2 separate regions of the Mus musculus genome follow, and region 1 is linked to region 2. Evidence: chromatin contacts called from public Hi-C data. All regions are on one chromosome and are shown on one strand. The core of a region is the stretch at or near the end of the contact, and the rest is flanking DNA. Distances in the headings are between cores, read along the strand shown.

Region 1 (3,528 bases), core at 138-2,637, 520 kb after region 2:
GGTTCCATGGCTTGTTTGTGTGAGCTTGTACATTCCATCTCGCATCCACAATCCATCCTCACAGTACTACTACCATGATGTAGTCTTTCTACATTAGTGTGTACCCCTGTGAGCACTTATCTTGCATCCATAGTGTATTATCACATAGTGCCACCACCCTGCAGCCTTTCCATTACGCTCTCTATAGACAACCAGGAAGCGACTTCCAGAGGCAAATGGCTGATGCCTGAATTCCACTGCTGTTTTGATAAGTTCACTTTGAGCAGATTTTTCATGTCTTCCCTATTTATATCTTTTCAAATCCAATCTCCTTCAATCAATTTTAATCCTCTAATGTGTTTGCTATAAGTACTGTACAATTCACTTGTCCTCAATAATAAAATTCATTTTGGTGCGGCCAGACTGTAATTTGTTTGAGAAGGAGTCCTTAGGAAGCCCTTACGTTCTCTTCTGATTTAGAGGGCAACCTTCAGTGTGGGAAGAATTGTGTTGTCATGTGCTTGAAGTATTCTTTCATGACTGACAGTGCTGTTTAAATAATGGACGGCCAAGCCTTGTGCTTAAATGAAATCTGACTACACTAATTCTGTTCTATATTAGGGAACTTCAAGAGTTCTGCAAGGACACGATTTCATTGACAGTGGATTTATTTTTTTCAGTTTGTGCAAATTATCCCCATGGTGCCTCATACCTCCTCCACCGAAACATACATTTATTCCCTAATATTGAATATTTTTATTGCTTTAATTCTCATGGTACTGTGAGCCAACAAGAATTGAACAGAAAGCCTTTCTGCGTACAGGTTAAAATATAAATTCAGTGGAGCAGAGGTAAGAAGGTTCAGTAAATAATGGTCCTTGCCACTAGTGTTGATGACCTGAGCAGAATTGACCCTCACAAGTGTTCTCTGACCTCTACATACATGCTGGAACATGTCCTCCCCAACCACAAGTAAACAAATAAATGTAAGCAAAAAGTACATTAAATAGGGTGTTATTATACAGAGTCCAGATATTTATAACTAGTGTGGGTGGGTAGATATGTAATCTTTGCATACATGAGGGGCAACCAGGGGATCAAGGGCAGCTTTCTCTACCTAGTATGATCCTCTTTCCGACATGCAGACAAATGAATGGATTCATTGAATTGAGTTTTCAAAAAAAAAAAAAAAAGAGAGAGAAGAAAATGGAGGAAGAAACTAAAGCATGATAGACTAAGCTTGTGCTCATATGTGCTTCCTAAGCATAAATTTAGTATGCTGTGTCTGGAGCTGGAGAGACGGCTTATCGGTTCAGAGTGCTTTCTTCTCTTCTGGAGTTCCCAAGTTGCTTCCCAGCATCTTCATTGGTCAGCTCACAACTACTTGCAACTCTAGCTCCAGAGGACCTGACATCCTCTTCTGGTTGGCAAGGGCACCTGCAAGCATATCCATTTGCAAGTATGTGCCCACACACACATAAAGAAAAAATTTTTAAAATATCATCAAGTCTTTATCTATGTATAGTAATATATACATGTCCATAAACCAGTTTTGTGTGTGTTTGATGGGGAAAGTAAACAGTGAGATAACATTTGATTGTTTACCTTATGTCTCTGGCTTTTTAAAATGATGCCTGAAGACAAAGCACTTTTTTATTTAGACTTGGCTGGAAATTATCTGTCATATGTAGATGATTATACAATATTTGCCAGCTTCCTACTCGGGGAAAGTCATAGCAGATGGTGCAATTTATGTGCCATGTGCCATTTGTTTAAGCATGGAAATCACTAATATTTTTCCTCAATTATTATAACTATTTTACTTCTATAGACTGAACTGACTTTGAAATACCATCTTTTGCGGCTAGGTCCGGGAGGGGTCGGGTGGGGAGAAGGAAGTATTGTGCATGGCTTTGACTCCAAGCTGCAGGGCCCTGGATTGTAGAGATGCGCTTCAGTTCATTAATCAGGGACCCAGAGCGCCCTGCTTTCTAAATGGTGTTATTGTGTTCCAAATATAGAGTCCTCCCTGATCACTAAGGAGCAAGCCCTATTCAGATCAGCGCACATTTCAGATTGGCCTTTATAAGACAAAGGTTTAGAATTCACATTTGCGACTTTGAGGGTCCCCAGGGAAGACATCTTGAAGTCAACATCCTTTCAGGCATGTAGCGCGTAATTTGTTTTGATAACTACAAACAAAAGGGGTCTATTCCCCAAAGGCTTCTTTGGAAATTGTCAGAGCCTCTTCCTCTTAATGATATGAGCTGTTCTTCCAAGGGGAACCAAAAACTGGAGAGGAAGGTAGATGCGACTACTGCAAACGCCACATTGGAGAGTGGGGACAACTCTGAGAGCCATGGTTTCCAAGAACCTCAATGAGGTGACCTTGATCTAGCAGGATCAGTACTCACATGGGTTTCTATACTGAGCAATGCTGTAAATGTGTTCCTTCCTTTTATTGAGTCTTTCCCTTCAGATTGTAAGAGAAGGAATGAACAAATTGCTGGAGTGGTTTCTGACTAAGTTTTAATTGTCACACCCCAAAGACACCTGAGAAGGGAGTTTCAGTTGAGGGACTGCCCAAATAAGATTGTCCTGTGAGCATGTCCGGAGGTGCTGTCTTGATTATTAATTGATGTTGGTCTGAGTAGCACCATTCATTTTCTGGTAAGGTAGTCCTGGGATGTATAAGGGATTTAGCTAAGAATAGGCCAGGGTATGAGCCCACAGACTGTTCCTCCATGGTCCCTACCTGGACTTCCCCAGTGTACTGCATCCTGGAAGTGTGAGGCAAGTAGGCCCTTCCATCCCCTACTTGCTTTTGATTGGAGATTGTGTTTCTAGCAATAGAAATCTTACTAGAACACAGGGATTTGGAAAGGGGATATGACAAAGCTTGGGTAGTTATTCTTCTCTGGGAACCCTCATCCTTAACCTACTCAATATGGAGAGTTCCCCTGAGTCTCTTACTGGTAAACTTCCTTATATCAACTGAATAGGGAAAAGTGAATGGTCAGAAAATAGTTGTTACACAAAAAGAAGAGGGCCAGATGGATTGCCAGAGCACTAGAACCACTGAGGGCATACAATTATTCTTCCTGTAATGACTTTATGACAAAAATTGTGTATGGAGCATGGTAGGTGGCCACACTGATGGCAGCTTGTCTCTTCTCACTTCTCACTGTCCACAGTGTTCTATTCATTCTACCACAATCACCATGACCACTCCACATCATTAGGATTTGCATAGATGGGCAGCTCAGTGGCAGCCTTGCATACTGTTTCCAGCAGTCATTCTATGTACAAGAACAAAAAGCTCTATTAAATATGAAGGAAACAACACAGAGTGTGCCCTTCATACTTGGAAAGCTTCCTGGGATACTTGTTAATGTGGGAAGTTCTATCTTATATTTAAATGCCCATTTAATATGTTTATGTGTGTAGATATGTCTGTATGCATGCCTGGGCATATGTGTGTGGTACCCAAACAGGCCAGGCAAGGGCACTGGATCTTCTACAGCTGGAGCTACGAGTAGCTATGCACAA
Region 2 (3,777 bases), core at 446-2,945:
TAGGGCAGACAAGTACTTACCTCTGAGTCTTGTTTTTACTGTTTATTTTGGGGCAGAGTCTCACCAAGTTGTGAAGGCTGGCTTTGAACTTGCTATCCTCATGGCTTAGCCTCAGTTTGCAAGGCAAGGGAGCACAGAGAATGCTGGAAAGAGAGGACTTTCCTACCTTCAGAACGTTAAAGGAAGACTGGCCCAAGGTTAGGAAGGCTCTCTTTGTTCCCCATCCTCTAGCCCTTTCCTGGCCTGGGTCCCCAAATCTTAGACTCAAAGTAACCTCTGCAGCAATTTCAGCATTAAAACAAATGCAAACTTTAGCAAATATTATTCGCAGACATAGGACATCTGGCCAGAGTCAGTGTGATTTGAAATGATGTCAGCTTTATCTCAGTGTCTCTCTTAGACGGACAAATTGTGAGGAAACAGATATTCTGCCAGTTGATGATGGAGGGTGGGGGATGAGCGTGCTGCCTCATTGGCCAGATGTCTAAGTATATGGTGAGTAGTGTTAATGGATGTGGGGAAGGGAGACATGTGTGGGCTGGCACTCTCCTCGATGCTGGGCAAGGTTGCCAACGAAGGATGCCTGCTGTTGGAATTAGAGAAGAATCCAATGAGAAAATTCAGTAGATGCTAATGTACCTTGAGAGACAAAGGAAGGCTAAGTTTGTGTGTATGTGTGTGTGTGTCTGCAGAAACATTTTGTGCATGCAGGTGCATATGACCATGTGTGCACTCATGTGAAGGTGTAATTCATTAGGAGCCGTGCATGTTGGTTGGGACCAGTGTTTACCAATAGGTGAGGCTATCTAGCCAAGGTCCACCTACCTCCTCCCACCCCCAGTGCTGGGATTGCAAATGTACAGCACTACACCCAGCTTTTTATCTAGGTCCTAGAAGTCAAACTCAGGTCCTAACCTTGAGTCATCTTCCCAGCTCTTCAATTGTTCTTTTATAACACACACACACACACACACACACACACACACACACACACACACACACACACAAGTATTTCTCAGCTTCTATGTCATCATGTAGGCACCACTAGAGTGCCTTGTGCTCACTTATACCAAAAGAGGGTATCCTGGAATTGGAATTAAAGATTGTTGTGAACCACTGTGGGGGTGCTGAGAATTGAACCCTTGTTCTCTGGAAGAATAGCAATAACCCAGCCCCTCAATAGTGTTATTTATAATTAACTGAGCACGTGTTTGAGTGTGTGTGTGTGTGTGTGTGTGTCTGTGTGTCTGTGTGTCTCTGTGTGTGTCTGTGTCTGTGTGTCTGTGTGTCTCTGTGTGTGTCTGTGTCTGTGTGTCTGTGTGTCTCTGTGTGTGTCTGTGTCTGTGTGTCTGTGTGTCTCTGTGTGTGTCTGTGTCTGTGTGTCTGTGTGTCTGTGTTCCTCAGGACAGCCTTCTTATTCTAACCCCACACAATCTAACCCTACACAAGCACTCAACATGGCCATCTCTCCTGCCCCATGTCTGTCTCAAAGGCAGGCTCCCTTGCCTGGGTGGCAGCGGAGGGAGAGTGCAGCTTTTAGATTCTCTCCCTGTGGTTGTTCCTGGCAGCTGATGAGAGATGAGATTTCTCTGAAAGGCTTACCCCTTTGAATTGTGTTCCTGAGGAAAGAGGCCAGATGCCACATGACCAGAGCTTTAGAAAACTCCAGGCTTTGGGGGATGAGCATGCAGAGCCTGGCTGCCTTCCATCTGCAACAAGGGCAGGGCCAGCGGGGAGCAGAGACAGCAAAGGAAGTGAGGGCTACAGGCTGCTTCCTCACAGATGGGAGTGTTAAATTCCAAATGGAATGGGTTGGAGTGAGGGAAGTCACCTTCCTCAGTCTCTAGGGAGGAGGGGACTGGGCTGACTGAGAAGCCATCATGGGCACTGTGGTCTTTGCTGTGTGGACTATTCACTGCATTCTGTATTGTTTTAAAGGGTTTGCTTTTTATGTGCACAGAGTCACTTAACCCTACCAGAGTGCAGAACAGGGAGGTGAGGTGGGTTTCTTGCTATGCCCACTTGATTCATGAAAAAAAGAAATATCTGGGGAGATGAAACAATTTCCCTGGGGTTCCACAGCCAGAAAAAGATTGGAATCTGGAATTGGAACTCAGACAGCTACACCGAGAACCCATTTTGTTACATGATAGAGGAAATGCTCAAATGCTCACTTATAATAGAGAGCTAAGGAAAAAGAATGGATACCCGGAGAAAGGAGGAAGGATTGGCACGCAAGACCAGTAGAAAGGCAGGAGGGATGGTTTAGAGGGAGAGGTGCTTGCAGCACAAAGGGAAAGCCAGAGTTCAATTCCACAGAACCCATGATGGAAGACGAGCATCTATCCCTGGGAAGCAGGGAGGAAGAGACAGACAGATTGACACACAGACAAACACAGACAGGGTGATGGAGGCTAGCCCCTCACCATTTAGCAGTGCTGGGTGTACACCAGGTGAGCTGTTCCCCCACAGAGCAGCTCTCTTACTTTCTATTTTAAGCTCACTACGTTGCTTAGGCTGGACTTGAACTCATCTCTATGGCCCAGGTCTTATACTTGCCATCCTCCTGCCTCAGCCCCCTTAGAAGCTATGATGTCAGGCTTTGTGACTTTCAGAAAATTTCAGAAAAAGACTTTCAGAAAATTTCTTTGCAGAATTTTTAGTTTTAACTTAATATAAATACAGCTTTGTTAATGTATGCTCCCATTTTATGGTGACATTGCTGTACCTGACTTGATTGAATCTCTTTTTACGGCTCCAGGGAGGAGCCATTATCTGTCACATCTGAGGAAGCTGGCTGAAGAGCTCACAGGCTGAAGCCAGGCGGCTCTGAGCAGCTGAGCTTAGATGCCGCTCTTTTCGTCTCTGACTTACACCTTTAAACCACTGCTCAATGCTTATGAATGTTAAATGATCAGGTCTTTATTTTCCCTCCCAAACCCAGAGAGCATGGGGCCTTTGTGCATTTGGAGGGTCCTTGCACTTTTGGAAACAGAAATATATGTACGTCAAGTCAAAGTGATAGTGTGACGGCTGGAATGATAAATGTCCCCCATGGGCTCAGCTGTGAACACTCAGTCCCCAGTTAGCACAGCTGTTTGGTTTAGGGAGGCTGTAGACACTGTGCGTTAGAGCCTCACTGTGTAGGGGCTTGGCGATTCATAACCCTGCCCCACTTCCTGCGTGCCCTCTCTGCATCCTGTATGTGCATACAATGCAATCAGCCGGCTTCCTACTTGGGCCGAGTGCTGCCATGCCTCCCAAACATGATGGGCTTCCTCTTTAGAACCTGAAACCAAAGCATATTCTTTCTCCTTGAAGTTGCTTCTGGTCATAGTACTTTATCACAGCCACAGCGCAGTTACTGATACAGGTAGCAATAGTTTCTTCTAGATAGTGCAAATTTCTCTCCAAGAATCAATGCCTTGCTTCCCCAGATTTCTGCAGTCTTTCCCCATTGCCTGTGTACTGCTAGCCTAACTGACATTCCCTTCCCTAGATGGTGTCATATCCTCTGGAGCTAGATTTAAAGGTAGGTGGGAGCTGTTCCCCATGATCGGGATTCTGCAAGAGCCACATGTGCTCTTAACCCCTGAGCCATTCCTCCAGTCTCTTCACCTTATTTTTTGAGACAGGATCTGTAACTGAACCTGAAACTTAGTATTATAGCCTAAACCGGATGGCCAACAAGCCCCCAGATGTGCCTGTCTCTGCCCTAACCCTTGAGGGTACAACTCACACTGCTATTACTGGCCTTTATGTAGGCACTAGAGATCC

What was found. Hi-C and Micro-C count contacts between places; a contact is called where the count stands out from the background.
Region 1: a contact with region 2 is called in a Hi-C map of cerebellar granule neurons, with 2.4 times the contacts expected there. The contact joins two enhancer-like sites. A contact is called at or near these places in 5 of 484 Hi-C or Micro-C datasets (the N1E-115 cell line, cerebellar granule neurons, cerebellum and 2 more) and 1 of 115 datasets of contacts at active chromatin or transcription factors (embryonic stem cells).

Annotation. Positions count from the first base shown.
Region 1 is chr16:6,426,119-6,429,646 of GRCm38.p6, forward strand. It overlaps a transcript of Rbfox1 not described here. Among named protein-coding and RNA genes, the nearest start is that of Gm36824, 320 kb to the left of the region's middle. Within about 2 kb of position 1,388, at least 4 of the 459 cell types and tissues checked have an H3K27ac peak or open chromatin away from gene starts, as enhancers often do. A contact at or near this core is called in cerebellar granule neurons and cerebellum, where this site is marked.
Region 2 is chr16:5,910,451-5,914,227 of GRCm38.p6, forward strand. It overlaps a transcript of Rbfox1 not described here. Among named protein-coding and RNA genes, the nearest start is that of Gm52234, 34 kb to the right of the region's middle. Within about 2 kb of position 1,696, at least 46 of the 459 cell types and tissues checked have an H3K27ac peak or open chromatin away from gene starts, as enhancers often do. A contact at or near this core is called in cerebellar granule neurons and cerebellum, where this site is marked.